Regions from separate parts of the Ovis aries genome. Here region 2 is linked to region 1. Evidence: chromatin contacts called from public Hi-C data. All regions are on one chromosome and are shown on one strand. The core of a region is the stretch at or near the end of the contact, and the rest is flanking DNA. Distances in the headings are between cores, read along the strand shown. Region 1 holds the start of LOC101109345 (cytochrome c oxidase assembly factor 5). Region 2 has its middle 15 kb from the start of INPP4A.

Region 1 (7,422 bases), core at 545-3,044:
GTCAGGAAGAATACCACTCTCTTTCCTGTGAGGAGATTTTGGAGACTTCAGAAAGGAAGACAACAGCTTCAGAGAACCCCAAATTATGACCCATAACACGCTGACAACAGGAATCTCCAAATGACAAGTCCAACCTGAAACAGTCAACTGATTTCTCAACTCTCCTGCAGATAAACACTTACCACAGAGCCAGATACTTAACAGGACCAAGAAAGCTGGGTCATCCCTGGCCCACTGATCTTTCGTCTGCTTCCTATAGTGAAAGTTTCTATAAACTCTCTGTGGGGAAGTGAACAGGTAGAGCATCTGCCAGGCAGCAAACTCAAAGTCCATCTGCCGGAAACGGAAAAGCCTCCTCAGGTATTTGTAGCGTTTTGCTCCCGCTGTGTGTCTGGCTGCATCCCTGGAACTCAACACTCCGTTCCCCTGCACTGGGGAAGTCACCGAAGTACTTGGTAACATCTTCCTAGATAGAAGGGAGGAAAAATTTATATTATTAATACAAATCATCAGAAGAAACTGCCAGCCTCTAGCACCCCTCTTGTGAGTTATTTAGGAGACAAGTCACCTTACATTTTGGCCCCAATCCCTGAGAAGAGGCAGGACTCAAAAAAGGGTAAATTTGGTTTTGAGGCTGATTTGGGAGCTGGAGAACTGCCCATTGCACTTCAGGAAAGGGCTGCCCCGTGGCCTTCTGAACCTTCATAATAACGCTTTTACAAGGTCCACCCATTCTCTGTACTTCATTTCTGTCAATCCTCAGATCTGCTCCACCTCTCCCCACCTCCCCACCTCCTCCCACCCCTTCTCCAGAAGCAGAGATAGTGATAGAGCCAAAATTCAGGCAGTCTGAATCAAAAGTCCACCTGTCATCTGTGCTAACAATCAAGACTTTAAGGAAAAGCCTTTGCTGAAGCCAAACAGAAACGATGTTCCCGACGACGTAAAGTAAAATGGTTTATCACACAAGACCATCAGCGCCTCACCAACAAGCAACTCGTTCACTAGCATGGGATGTAAAAACAAGGCAAAACTCAAACGCATAGTGTTTTACTTCCTGAATAGTTCATCAGGGGAACGACAGCGTGGGGGTCCAGTCCAACCAGCCTGAAGCCAGGGAGGCGCTGGTCATCGTCCGGCCTCCTTGTCCCGCCCCGGCAGCCCAGTGTCGGGCTCCACTCCCCAGGCCTCCAGGACGCCAGCTGCTCCCCGCCGGCTCGGGGCCGCCGGTAAGGCGGCCAGATTGAGCATAAAAACACAGGATGTCCAATTACAACTGCATCGCAGATACAACAATAATTTGTAATATAAGCAGGTCCGAAACACTGCGTGAGACCCGCAGCTATGCAGACATCATTCGCTGCTATCTGAAATTCGGCTGTAACCAGCCTCCGCGATGGTGTCTGGCAGCCCCAACGCAGGCCGAGCAGCCGGACCCGGGCGCGGTCACTCCAGGGCCGGGTGATGTGGGGCCGCAAGTTGCCAGAAGAAAAGGCCGACCGGCGAGCCCGAGTCGCGCGCAGATGGGGCCGTCGGCAGGCCTCACCTGGAGCCCCGCGGCGGCGTCCACCGGCTTCACATACACCCGCCACCACCGCCCAGCAGCCGACCCAGCCGCCGCTGGGCCAACTTCCCTCCTCGCTACGTCAACCACGTAGGGGGCGCGTCGCGTCCCGTGACCCACAAACGCCGCGCGCGATACCTCTCGCGTTACGTCTCTCGCCGCGCGCCCACCGGAAGTGGTTGCTACCGGTCTTTTTCCGGTTCCGCCCGCCGCGGCGTCACTGGCGTCCTGAGGAGTCTGGGCCGTCTCGGGAGGAGAGGGTGGAGGCCGCGGCCAGCTGGAGGCGCAGTCATGCCCCGATATTACGAGGACAAGCCTGAGGGCGGCGCGTGCGCGGGCGTGAAGGAGGATCTGGGCTTGTGTCTGCTGCAGTCTGACTGCGTGCTCAAGGTAGCGCGGCCGGGTGCTCGGATGACCGAGGCCCGAAGCGGGGAGGCGAGGCTGGCGGAGGGTCCCTGGCGGGCCCCGGTGATGGCTGAGTCGTGCCTCCGAGTTCGCGGTCCTAGTTCTCCACCGACTTAGTGAACTTGGGCGAGTCCACTGTCGGAACCTGACTTCCCAATGGTGAAACTGGAGAAAACCGTGCTGCCCTGTTGGGTTTTTGTAAAGTTTAAACCATCTCGGGTGCAGAGACACGAAATGCTGCTGCTCTCCTGGGTTCTGGAGGCATATAGGAGAGAATCACAGGTTTCTGGAGCCCTCGAAAATGAGAACCAGTAAATTAGCACATAATTACATGAACCTGCCATACTGTGTTGCCTCGTGAAACCTCCTTTCTCAGTTCAGTTGTGGCTGAATAGATGCTGTATTTACTTTGTGCTGGTCTGAACTTGCTGAGTTCTGTGTATTCCAGGATAAGCTGTAAAAGAGGCAGCTTTTTTATTTTCACCACTTTGTATCTCGCGCCCCCTACCGTTGAACTTGTGGTTTTAGGTGCTGTGATGGGAGACAGGAATTTGCTATCTTTCCCTCAGTACAGCCACAGGTCTTCTCTGGAGCCAGTCTGATATGCGTGCCTTAAGTCGTTTCCTACTTTTCGCGGCCCCGTAGACCCTACCCCTCTAGGCTCCTCTATCCATGGGATGGTCCAGGCAAGAATACTGGAGTGGGTTGTCGTGCCCGCCTCCAGGGGATCTTCCCGACCTGGGATCGAACCCGTGTCTTTTGTATCTACTGCGTTGGCAAGTGGTTGGCTAGTGGTTCTTTACCACTAGTGCCATCTGGGAAGCCCAGTGAAGTTCAAAGCCGACTGGCAAACCTGGATTCTGGTATTCAGTTCAGTTCAGTCGCTAAGTCGTGTCCAACTCTTTGCGACCCCAAAGCACTCCAGCCTTCCTTATCCATCACCAACTCCCGGAGTTTATTCAAACTCATGTCCATTGAGTCGGTGATGCCATCCAGCCATCTCAACCACTGTCATCCCCTTCTCCTCCTGCCTTCAATCATTCCCAGCATCAGGTCTTTGCCAGTGAGCCGGTTCTTCGCATCAGGTGGCCAAAGTATTGGATTATCAGCTTCAGCATCAGTCCTTCCAATGAATATTCAGGACTGATTTCCTTCAGGATGGATTGCTTGGATCTCCTTGCTGTCCAAAGGGCTCTCAAGAGTTCTCCAACACCACAGTTCAAAAGCATCAATTCTTTGGTGCTCAGCTTTCTTTATAGTCCAGTTCTCACATCCATACCTGACTACTGGAAAAACCATAGCCTTGACTAGACGGACCTTTGTTGGCAAAGTAATGTTTCTGCTTTTTAATATGCTGTCTAGGTTGGTCGTAACTTTCCTTCCAAGGAGTAAGCGTCTTTTACTTTCATGGCTGCAGTCACCATCTGCAGTGATTTTGGAGCCCCCCAAGTAAAACCTGTCACTGTTTCCATTGTTTCCCCATCTATTTGCCATGTTCGGGGCCTCCCGTAAGGCGGCCAGATTGAGCATAAAAACACAGGACGTCCAGTTACAACTGCACTTCAGGATCTTAGTTTTCTGAATGTTGGGCTTTAAGCCAACTTTTTCAGTCTCCTGTTTCACTTTCTTCAAGAGGCTCTTTGATTCTTTGCTTTCTTCCATAAGTGTGGTGTCATATGCATATCTAAGATTATTGCTGTTTCTCCCAGCAATCCTGATTCCAGCTTGTGCTTCATCTAGTCTAGCATTTCTCATGATATCCTGTGCATAGAAGTTAAATAAGCAGGATGACAATATATCGCATTGATGTACTCCTTTTTTGATTTGGAACCAGTCTGTTGTTCCATGTCCAGTTCTAACTTCTTGACCTGCACACAGGTTTCTCAGGAGACAGGTTAGATGGTCTGATATGCCCATTTCTTTAGAATTTTTCAGTTTATTGTGATCCACCCAGTCAAAGGCTTTGGCATAGTCAGTAAAGCAGAAGTAGATGTTTGTCTGGAACTCTCTCATTTTTCCATGATCAAACAGATGTTGGCAGTTTGATCTCTGCATTTTCTAAATCCAGCTTGATCATCAGGAAGTTCACGGTTCACGCACGTACTGTTGAAGCCTGGCTTGGAGAATTTTGAGCTAGTGTGTGAGATAAGTATAATTGTGCGGTAATTTCAGCATTCTTTGGCATTGCCTTTCTTTGGGATTGGAATGAAAACTGACCTTTTCCAGTCCTATGGCCACTGCTGAGTTTTCCAGATTTGTTGGCATATTGAATACAGCACTTTCACAGCATCATCTTTCAGGATTTGAAATAGCTCAACTGGAATTCCATCCTCTCCACTAACTTTGTTTGTAGTGATGCTTCCTAAGGCCCACTTGACTTCACATTTTAGGATGTCTCGCTCTAGGTGATGGCAGTGGCACCCCACTTCCATGGACGAAGGAGCCTGGTAGGCTGCATTCCATGGTGTCGCTAAGAGTCGGACACAACTGAGCAACTTCACTTTCATGCATTGGAGAAGGAAATGGCAACCCACTCCAGTGTTCTTGCCTGGAGAATCCCAGGGACGAGGGAGCCTGGTGAGCTGCCGTCTGTGGGGTCGCACAGAGTTGGACACAACTGAAGTGACTTAGCAGCAGCAGCAGCAGCTCTAGGTGAGTGATTGCACCATCATGATTATCTGGGTTGTGAAGATCTTTTTTATATAGTTCTTCTGTGTATTCTTGCCACCTCTTCTTAATATCTTCTACTTTAGTTAGGTCCATACCATTTCTGTCCTTTATTGAGCCCATCTTTGCATGAAATGTTCCCTTGGTATCCCTAACTTTCTTGAAGAGATCTCTAGTCTTTCCCATTCTATTGTTTTCCTCTATTTCTTTGCACTGATCAGTGAGGAAAGCGTTCTTATCTCTCCTTGATATTCTTTGGAACTCTGCATTCAAATGGATATGTCTCCTTTGCCTTTTGCGTATCTTCTTTTCACAGCTATTTTTAAGACCTCCTCCGACAACCATTTTGCCTTTTTGCATTTCTTTTTCTTGGGGATGGTCTTGATCACTGCTTCCTGTACAATGTCACAAACCTCCGTCCATAGTTCTTCGGGCACTCTATCAGATTGAATCCTTTGAATCTATATGTCATTTCCACTGTATAATCATAAGGGATTTGATTTAGGTCATACCTGAATGGTCTAGTGGTTTTCCCTACTTTCTTCAATTTAAGTCTGAATTGGACAATAAGGAGTTCATGATCTGACCCACAGTCAGCTCCCAGTCTTGTTTTTGCTGACTTGCTAGAGTCAGAAGTCTTGTTAGAGCTTCTCCATCTTTGGCTGCAAAGAACATAATCAATCTGATTTTGGTGTTGACCATCTGGTGATGTCCATGTGTAGAATCTTCTCTTGTGTTGTTGGAAGAGGGTGTTTGCTATGACCAGTATGTTCTCTTGGCAAAACTATTAGCCTTTGCCTTCTTCATTCTGTACTTCAAGGCCACATTTGCCTGTTACTCCAGGTGTTTCTTGACTTCCTACTTTTGCATTCCTGTCCCCTTTAATGAAAAGGATAACTTTTTGGGGTGTTCTAGAAGGTCTTGCAGGTCTTCATGGAACTGCTCAACTTCAGCTTCTTCAGCATTACTCATTGGGGCATAGGCTTGTATTACTGTGATATTGAATGGTTTGCCTTGGAAACAGGGATCATTCTGTCGTTTTTGAGATTGCACCCAAGTACTGCATTTCGGACTCTTGTTGACTGTGATGGCTACTTCATTTCTTCCAAGGAATTCTTGCCCACAGTAGTAGATATAATGGTTATCTGAGTTAAATTCACCCATTCCAGTCCATTTTAGTTTGCTGATTCCTAAAATGTCAGTGTTCACACTTGCCATCTCCTGTTTAACCACTTGCAGTTTGCCTTGATTGATGGACCTAACATCCCGGTTCCTGTACAGTATTGCTCTTTACAGCATCGGACCTTGCTTCTATCACTAGTCACATTCACAGCTGGGTGTTGTTTTTTCTTTGGCTCCATCCCTTCATTCTTTTTGGAGTTATTTCTCCACTGATCTCCAGTAGCATATTGGGCACCTACCAATCTGGGGAGTTCATCTTTCAGTATTCTATCTTTTTGCCTTTTCATACTGTTCATGGGGTTCTCAAAGCAAGAATACTGAAGTGGTTTGCCATTCCTTCTCCAGTGGACCACATTTTGTCAGACCTCTCCACCATGACCTGTCCGTCTTGGGTGGCCCCACAGGGCATGGCTCATAATTTCATTGAGTTAGACAAGGCTGTGGTCCATGTGATTAGATTGGTTCATTTTCTGTGATTGTGGTTTTCATTCTGTCTGCCCTCTGATGGAGAAGGATTAGAGGCTTATGGAAGCTTCCTGATGGGAGAGACTGACTGAGGGGGAAACTGGGTCTTGTTCTGATGAGTGGGGCCATGCTCAATAAGTCTTTAATCCAATTTTCTGTTGATAATCGAGTCTGTGTCATTTGACCTGAGGCCAAACTGTGGTGGAGGTAATGAAGATAATGGCAACCTCCTTCATACAAAGGTCCCTTGCACACACTGCTGCGCTCACTGCTGCCAACCCTGCAGCAAGTTGCTTGTGGTTATTCTTGCATCTGGAGATGTAATTTCAGAAAGTTGCCCTTATTTCAAAGGAAAGACAACTACCCAAATATGGACATCAGTGATAGTGCTGATTCATGATTTACATTTGGTTCACTGGTGATGGCAGGGGCTGTGTGAAGTGAAAGTCGCTGAGTCGTGTCTGACTTTTTGCGACCCCATGAACTGTTCAGTCCATGGAATTCTCCAGGCCAGATTACTGGGGCCTTTCCCTTCTCCAGAGGATATTCCCAGCCCAGGGATCGAACCCAGGTCTGCCACGTTGCAGGCAGATTCTTTACCAGCTGAGCCACAAGGGGAGGACTGTGTAAGCTTTGGTAACTACTTGTTTAATGAGTAGAGGAGCAAAGTGCCTTGGGTGTTCAAGGGGGAGCAGCTTATTTTGCTTGAGAGTTTGGAAACTTCTCAGAGGAGGTGACCTTTGCTCTGAGTCTTAAAGGTTGAGTAGTAGTTCATGACAGAAAAGGCAGTGGCACCCACTCCAGTGTTCTTGCCTGGAGAATCCCAGGGACGGGGGAGCCTGGGTGGGCTGCCGTCTATGGGGTCGCACAGGGTCGGACACGACTGAAGCGACGCAGCAGCAGTAGTTGATGAAGTAAAGGAGTGGAGGCTCTGGTGGTTGTGGGGAGACTCTGAAAGAACAGCATGTACAGAAAAGTCAGGGAGGTGTGGGTGGGCCACCCAGAAGCTGGGCTGGAGGAGGAGAAAGGTTGCCATGGATGATGGCCCTGGTGTGTCGGAGTGAGGAGCTTGGGCGCAGAGAAGGACTGAGGAAAGAAACTCTGGAAGGGGAAGAGGACACTGGTGATAAGGAAAGCAC
Region 2 (6,533 bases), core at 14-2,513, 180 kb after region 1:
ACTAACACAACGCTGTAAACCAACTACAATCTGTGACGAAAGGCATGGTGGGCTAGACTTCCCTGGTGGTCCAAGTGGTTAAGATTCCAACTGCCAGTGCAGGGGCCACGGGTTCCACCCCTGGTTTGGGAAGATTCCACATGTGGCGGGGCAACTAAACCAATGCCCCACAACTGCCGAAACCCTCTCACCCTAAAGCCTGTGCTCTGCGATAAGAGAAGCCACTGCAATGAGAAGCCACAACTAGAGAGCGGCCCCTGCTCGCCGCAACTAGAGAAGGCCTGTGTGCAGCACTGAAGACCCAGCACAGCCCAAAAAGGAATGTTATATTAAAAAAACTAGAGTGGGGCATTTTTTGAGGGCTGGCAAGTTAGGAGTCACAGGTTATTCACAATATAACATTTTTTCCCCATGAAACTCACAAACAATTGAAACCTAATTTTTGCGGTGCTATCAGACTGCTGACTACAATCTGTAGCAAAAGAGTGAATTTTATGTCCCAATCAAACACATGACATGTGAGTGTAACAAACACAGTTTCCATGGAGCCATCCTCCTGTGTATGATGCCAAGGCAGTCTATTATTTTTATTATATTCCCCTAAAATTTGTTATTAGATTGGTTTCATGACCCGATCATGGATTGCAGTCCACAATTTGAAAAAATAAATAAATGCTTTTCACAGAATCACAGTAAATTTGCAGTGAAAGCATTAGACAGTCTCTGAACTGGTCAAGCTGACCCAACTCCTAGGGTGTAGTTTAGCGTAAGTGGCTAAAATATGGGCTTCCGGAAGCCTGCCCAGTTTCCTAGCTATGTGCTCTAAACAAGTGATTTCATCTTGCTCAGCCTTGGTTCCCCATCTGACAGTGGGAATAGTGACAGCCACTTCCCCCTCCCCAAATCTCTTCTAAAACTGAGTTCACTTTTAGCCCTCCCAAAGATGGCAAGATAAGAGATGTGCCTCTGGGCCCACGGCTGCCTCTGTTACCACCAGCAGAATGGCACTGCAGGAATCTGGGGATGAAGACAGCACCCTCAGGAGCATCGCGGGCCAGGAGGTAGGTTTGGAAATGAGTTTTATAGAAATAGCACCCCGACTTGCTGGCACAGGAAATACAGTGCTTCCTTCCTGATTCAAAGGCAGACGTTATAAAATCTTACACATGAACCCAAATGTCACTGGCTTCACACAGTGAAGGCCTGTCACTTGTGTCACAGTCTTGTGGGCTTGGAGGCGCAGGCTCTGCATCATGAGGCCTGCAGGTCCCAGGGAGGAGGAGGAGGAAAGCGTGGGGTAGCAGACACGCTACTTCCGCTCACACTTCTCTGGCCACAACTAGTTCCCTCATCAGCCTGACTGCAAGAGAGGCAGAGTGAGGCCTTGGTGTCTGTCAGGGCACCCTCACCAAGACATCACCATAGAGACGAGGAAGGAGAGACGGTGACCATCATCAAAAGCCACCCACCCAGAGGGTCAAACACCTAGGAGCGTATTTATCATCAGTCATTGCATCTTAAATTCTACGAATGGTTCCAACCACATTCTTGCTTTGGCATCTTGATTACTGCAGTGTGCTAAAAAGGCCAAGCCACACCTTGCTGCCAGCCCTGAAGGCTGACGTTTGCACAGAAAAGAGCTGTTCCCTCCCACTCTTGCATTGCAAGCAGATTCTTCTACCGCTGAGCCACCAGGGAAGCCCTGTCCCTCCCACTCTGACCTGTTCTGTCCCTGAGGCGTGGGTGGATCTCCTGGTACAGGTTTGCGCACAGTTCAGCCCAACCTTTCCCTGGAGAACCACTCCAAGTACTGACAGCCGTGCCCTCTGGATCCCTCACTTCCCTGATTATTAACCTAAACTCTATAATCACACACACACGACTTCTCCTCTAATGCATTTAGGAAAGATACAGGCTGTACTTAAAGCACAGAAGAGTCCAACGTTGCCAAGTCTGTGAACACTTGTGTCTGTTAACAGCATGCACCTTGCATACCTGCCTGAATTAAATGGAAGAACGAAATAATTCTGTCAAAGCCGACACTTCATCTGGGTCTAGGGTTAACCACTGCCGCCAGCAGCCGTGATCTGCTTGCTTCAGTAGCTTCACCAGTCCCACGGGGGAAATACCACCCAGATGATTTATACTGTGTCATTTGTAACTGTCTACTCTTAGGCAATTTCATTGGTGATATATCTATTAATGTACTGACCAGTTTAATCCTAATATTTGAAAGTATATCTGAAATTTCAAAAATGTCCAAAGACCATCTTGAAATTCCCATTTTAAGATCCTTGCCTTAGTGAAACAGAACTCAGATTGTTTTGAAGGAATTGTCAAAAGTATTTTGATGTTTTTGTAACCTACTCTTTCAAGACAGATGCTATTCAGTATCTGAAGCATCATTTCCCAGGTTGGGGAGCCAAACACATGGTTATATTCAAGATAACTGACATTAGAGTCTTCTGGATTGCAATTGCCACAGTATAGCAATTGCTAGATACAAAGTCTGGTTTCTGTATAACTGCTTTGTCTTGGGGACAGGCAACTTTTGAAGTATACTGCCATGGATGTGTGGGTTTTTTTTTTTACTCCAAAAATTTTGCTTTGTTGTGCTTCTGCGAAATCCATTCATCATGAAATTCTTGCATATAGAACAAAATAGTCCATCATTTTAATTCTAATGGTTTCACTCGTGTTTACCTACTTATGTAGTCTCTGTATTCCTGCTGTGGTTTAGCAAACACAGCCTTAGAGCAGAGTGTTAAAACAGAAGACTTGGAGGATTAAAGAATATTAGATGTGCAGGGGCCTCTCTGGCCAAGACAGGCATTGAAATATGAAAGCTGCTTACCTGGCCTGGGGATCTGGCTCTTTCATGTCTCTCTCTCTCTCTCTCTTTTTTTTTTTTTTTCATAAATAATAACAAAAGTAACACATGCTTGTGTGTTGGAAAAAAATTGGATGGTACAGATAAGCAAATAACAAAAGGATCTTTCCAGTTCTACCAGCAGACAGTGGCGTTAAGGATTTACGCACGGATCTTTCCACCTTTGGCCGTCATAGCTATTGCCTCTTCTAGAATGAAAGGCAGAATGAACTAGCACAAGAGAACTTGCCAAGGTCACCAATGTCCTTCTTGTTACCAAATTCAACGCACACTTCACAATTCTTCAGGGTGTGATGTGACATCATCAGTCACACCCTCCTCCTTGAATTTCCATCTCTGACTTTTACCATATCCTGACTGCTCACTTGCTCATCTCAGTTCCCTGAAGGTTTCACAGGCAAGCCTTCTTTCTCCTTCAAAAATGGTTATGCCTTCCAGGCTTTAAAATACCGCTGACTACTTGACCTGTTAACTGTTTCTTGATTCTGTCTCTACTTCTCCACTGTTCAGCTTGCCATCCCCTTCTCCAACCCAGACCCCTCCCCTAGCCTGGACAACTCCCCTCTCTGGGCCTCCAAATCCAACTCCCACATAACAGGGGTTTATTTAGGAGGCAGCTCAACCCTCCAGTGTCTCTGTATTGCCACAGGTAAAGTCCCAAACTCCTTAGCATATGAATCTTCAGGAGATAACATTGGCAGAGGGGGATGACTTCCTATATCACAAGAAGCATCACCAGCTTTAACGGGTGGGAGAAGGGAGATGTCCAAGAAATAGGGTGAGGAAGCCCTTGCCTGTCTATCCTACTCCAACTCAAGCCACTCTAAACTTTTACGTTCTAGCATTATAAGATGTAGAATGAATGAGTAAGTGATGCCGGAGGCCTAAAATAAGGGCGAACTAGAGTTTTCACCCTTATTTCAGTAGCTCCAGCATCTCTATCCACAGAGGAGGGGAGGGTCCAGAGGCCACGCTCCAGGGAAATGCAGGCAGCAGCCTCTTGTCACTTGGTTGAGTAGCTGCTTCAGTTTGCTGCACTGAGCTACAAACTGGTCCAGGAAACGCACCGGAGGGCGGCGCCCAGATCCTGGTATGGAATGGTGCTGGCTTCTTATCCAGCACAGATCGATGACTTTCCCCTCCACATTTGTTGGCAGTTTGTTGCTACATGCTTCTGAGCTCAAAGAACAAACTGAAAAAGCTGGTGACTCACCTAGGGAACTGAATGTGTACATGTGAACGCCCAGGTCCTAAAAGTAGAACCATCCCATTCACTGAAGACTGTGTAAGCTACTTCTGGGTACAGTGAAAAACTCATTCCTGTACAAATTTCTCTGACTAAGGGGAAGAAAACGAGAGTCATTCACTGCAGGCATCTTCTTTTTCACTGCCCCTCATACAAATAAAACCTATAGAGAGTTGCCAAAAAGAAAAGTTTGGAAAGTTATTTAGAGTTAGGATTAGGTTTCTTTTGCTAGAGAATCAATGTTACAAATGGGGATAAAGTTTCCAGGGAGCCTACAGATTTCTATTTCACTGATATTAAAACAGTGTTTCTATTAGAAAATGAAACCAGAATTCCATCAGGATGACCAGAATCTTTCTCTCCTCTGCTGCAGTCAGGATCTGTCCTCGCTACCCTGCACCCATCACCCGTTGTCTGCCTTGAGAAGACGTGCAACCCCGGCCTTGCACCGCTGGTGGTGGCAGGAGCGTTGCGGGTGAGGGCAGTTAGGAGGATGTGGCAATAACTGTGGCCAAGGAGGGGTCGGGGTGGGGAAGGGCGGCCAAACAAGAGATGTGGGCTCCCTCGGCAGCCTCTCCTCCTTTCTTCTCATGCCCCCTAAACCCTTTAGATTTGCCTTTTGCCCCAAACAAGTGGGCCTTGATCTAAAGGTGAGCGAATTTTCTAAACAGGGAGCTTTTTGATGAAAATGGTATTACTTGTGTGTTTGACCTGAATTACTGAATAGCTTATAGAGAACAAAAGTGAATTTGTACAAAGACTGAACTCTGTGTGATACAACATAAATCAAACTTAAACTATAGTTAGCAAGTACAACTTTCCACCAAAAAGAATTTTTAAAAATTTCAGTAGTTCTTGACCAGGCCCCCCACCCCAGGGTGGGGACTGGGAGGTGTCTGGAAAGGATATTGGCCTGTCAAGGTGACTGCAGGTGCCCAAAGCACTTAGTGTGTGGGCGGGGGAAAGGGGCCAGATGTCCTCCGTGTTATGCTCTGAACACAAGAAGGAGCTGTCCTGCCCCAGATGACTCTGATAACTTAGAGTCAACCATTTACAGTTCCTGTTTCCATCCGTGATGACTATGTTTTCAATGTTTTCTGGAGACATAAGGTCCGTTTTAATTGTCATGGCAATAGTAATCAAAGGATCTGGGCCACCTACAAAACAAGAGGGCCACAGTCTCCCTTTTCCCTACCCGAAGGATCAGAGACGGGCAGAGGTTGGGGGGGGGGGGGGCCTTGGAGACTGGCTGACCCCATCCCCTGGCTCTGCCCCAGTGTGTGCTAAGCTATTTCAGTCACATCTGACTATTTGCCCACCAGGCTCCTCTGTCCATGGGATTCTCCAGGGAGGAATACTGGAGTGGGTTGCCATGCCCTCCTCCAGGAGATCTTCCTGACCCAGAAATCCAACTTGTATCTACTGGGGCGGATTCTGTACTGCTAAGCCACCCGGAAAGCCTAGTGTAGAGAGCTGTGATAGCTGCGATGTCACGCTGTTGGCAGCAGCATTACCTGACCGCTGCGGCCCCGGGGCCCTGAACACAGTAGCCTTTCTCAACAAAACACCCAGAAACATGGTGGAGCTGTAGCATTTACTCATTCAACATCTGCAAATCCAACTGAGTTTGGGGGCTAAAGAGGAGAGAGGGGAGGAGGGGAGCACTCTGAATGGTGTGGAAAATTCTGCCTGTCCTTCTGCTGCTAAAGTGGGCAGGGATCCCAAGAGTGTCTCAGAGTGTGAGCAGCCTGGCCGATGTGCCAGGACAAGGCAAACACTTTTTTCATTTAATAGATTTTTTGTTTCTCAGTCTCAACAATTATAACAAACATAAGGCCATTATTGAAAAGTATATGCCTGACCAAAGAGATTAAAGACTTATATGCTGAGAACGATAAAACGTTGATTAAGGAAATTGAAGATGACTAAAAGAAATGGAAAGATATACCATGCTCTTGGATTGGAAGAATTAATATCCTTAAAATGACCATATTACCCATAGCAATCTACGGATTTAATGCAAGAAGAAAATGGCAAACCACTCCAGTATTCTTGCCTAGAAAATTCCATGGACAAAGGAGCCTGGCGGGCTACAGTCCATGGGGTTGCAAAGAGTCAGACACAACTGAGTGTGCCCACACCCACACACTATTAAATTACCCATGACATTTTTCACAGAACTGGAACAAGTAATCATAAAATTTATATGGAACCACAAAAAAACCCAGAACTGCCAAAGCATTCCTCAGAAAAAAGAACAAAGCAGGAGGCATAACCCTCCCAGACTTCAGACAATACTGCAAAGCCACAGTAATCAAAGCAGCATGGTATTAGCACAAAAGCAGACATAGGGATTAATGGGACAGAACAGGAAGCCCAGAGATAAATTCACACATC

Evidence for each region. A called contact is a pair of places that touch in the nucleus more often than the background predicts.
Region 2: a contact with region 1 is called in a Hi-C map of liver, with 4 times the contacts expected there. The contact joins the enhancer-like site here to the promoter of LOC101109345 in region 1. A contact is called at or near these places in 9 of 16 Hi-C or Micro-C datasets (blood, hypothalamus, liver and 4 more).

What each region holds. Positions count from the first base shown.
Region 1 is chr3:102,636,057-102,643,478 of ARS-UI_Ramb_v3.0, forward strand. It overlaps LOC101109345 (cytochrome c oxidase assembly factor 5), which reads left to right and starts at 1,795. Exons shown (of 3, transcript XM_004006150.5): 1 at 1,795-1,954. The coding sequence starts at 1,856. UNC50 (unc-50 inner nuclear membrane RNA binding protein) reads right to left here and starts at 1,741. Exons shown (of 6, transcript XM_012173801.4): 1 at 1,703-1,741; 2 at 183-466. The coding sequence starts at 462.
Region 2 is chr3:102,819,373-102,825,905 of ARS-UI_Ramb_v3.0, forward strand. No RefSeq gene overlaps it. Among named protein-coding and RNA genes, the nearest start is that of INPP4A, 15 kb to the left of the region's middle. Within about 2 kb of position 1,264, at least 18 of the 54 cell types and tissues checked have an H3K27ac peak or open chromatin away from gene starts, as enhancers often do. A contact at or near this core is called in liver, where this site is marked.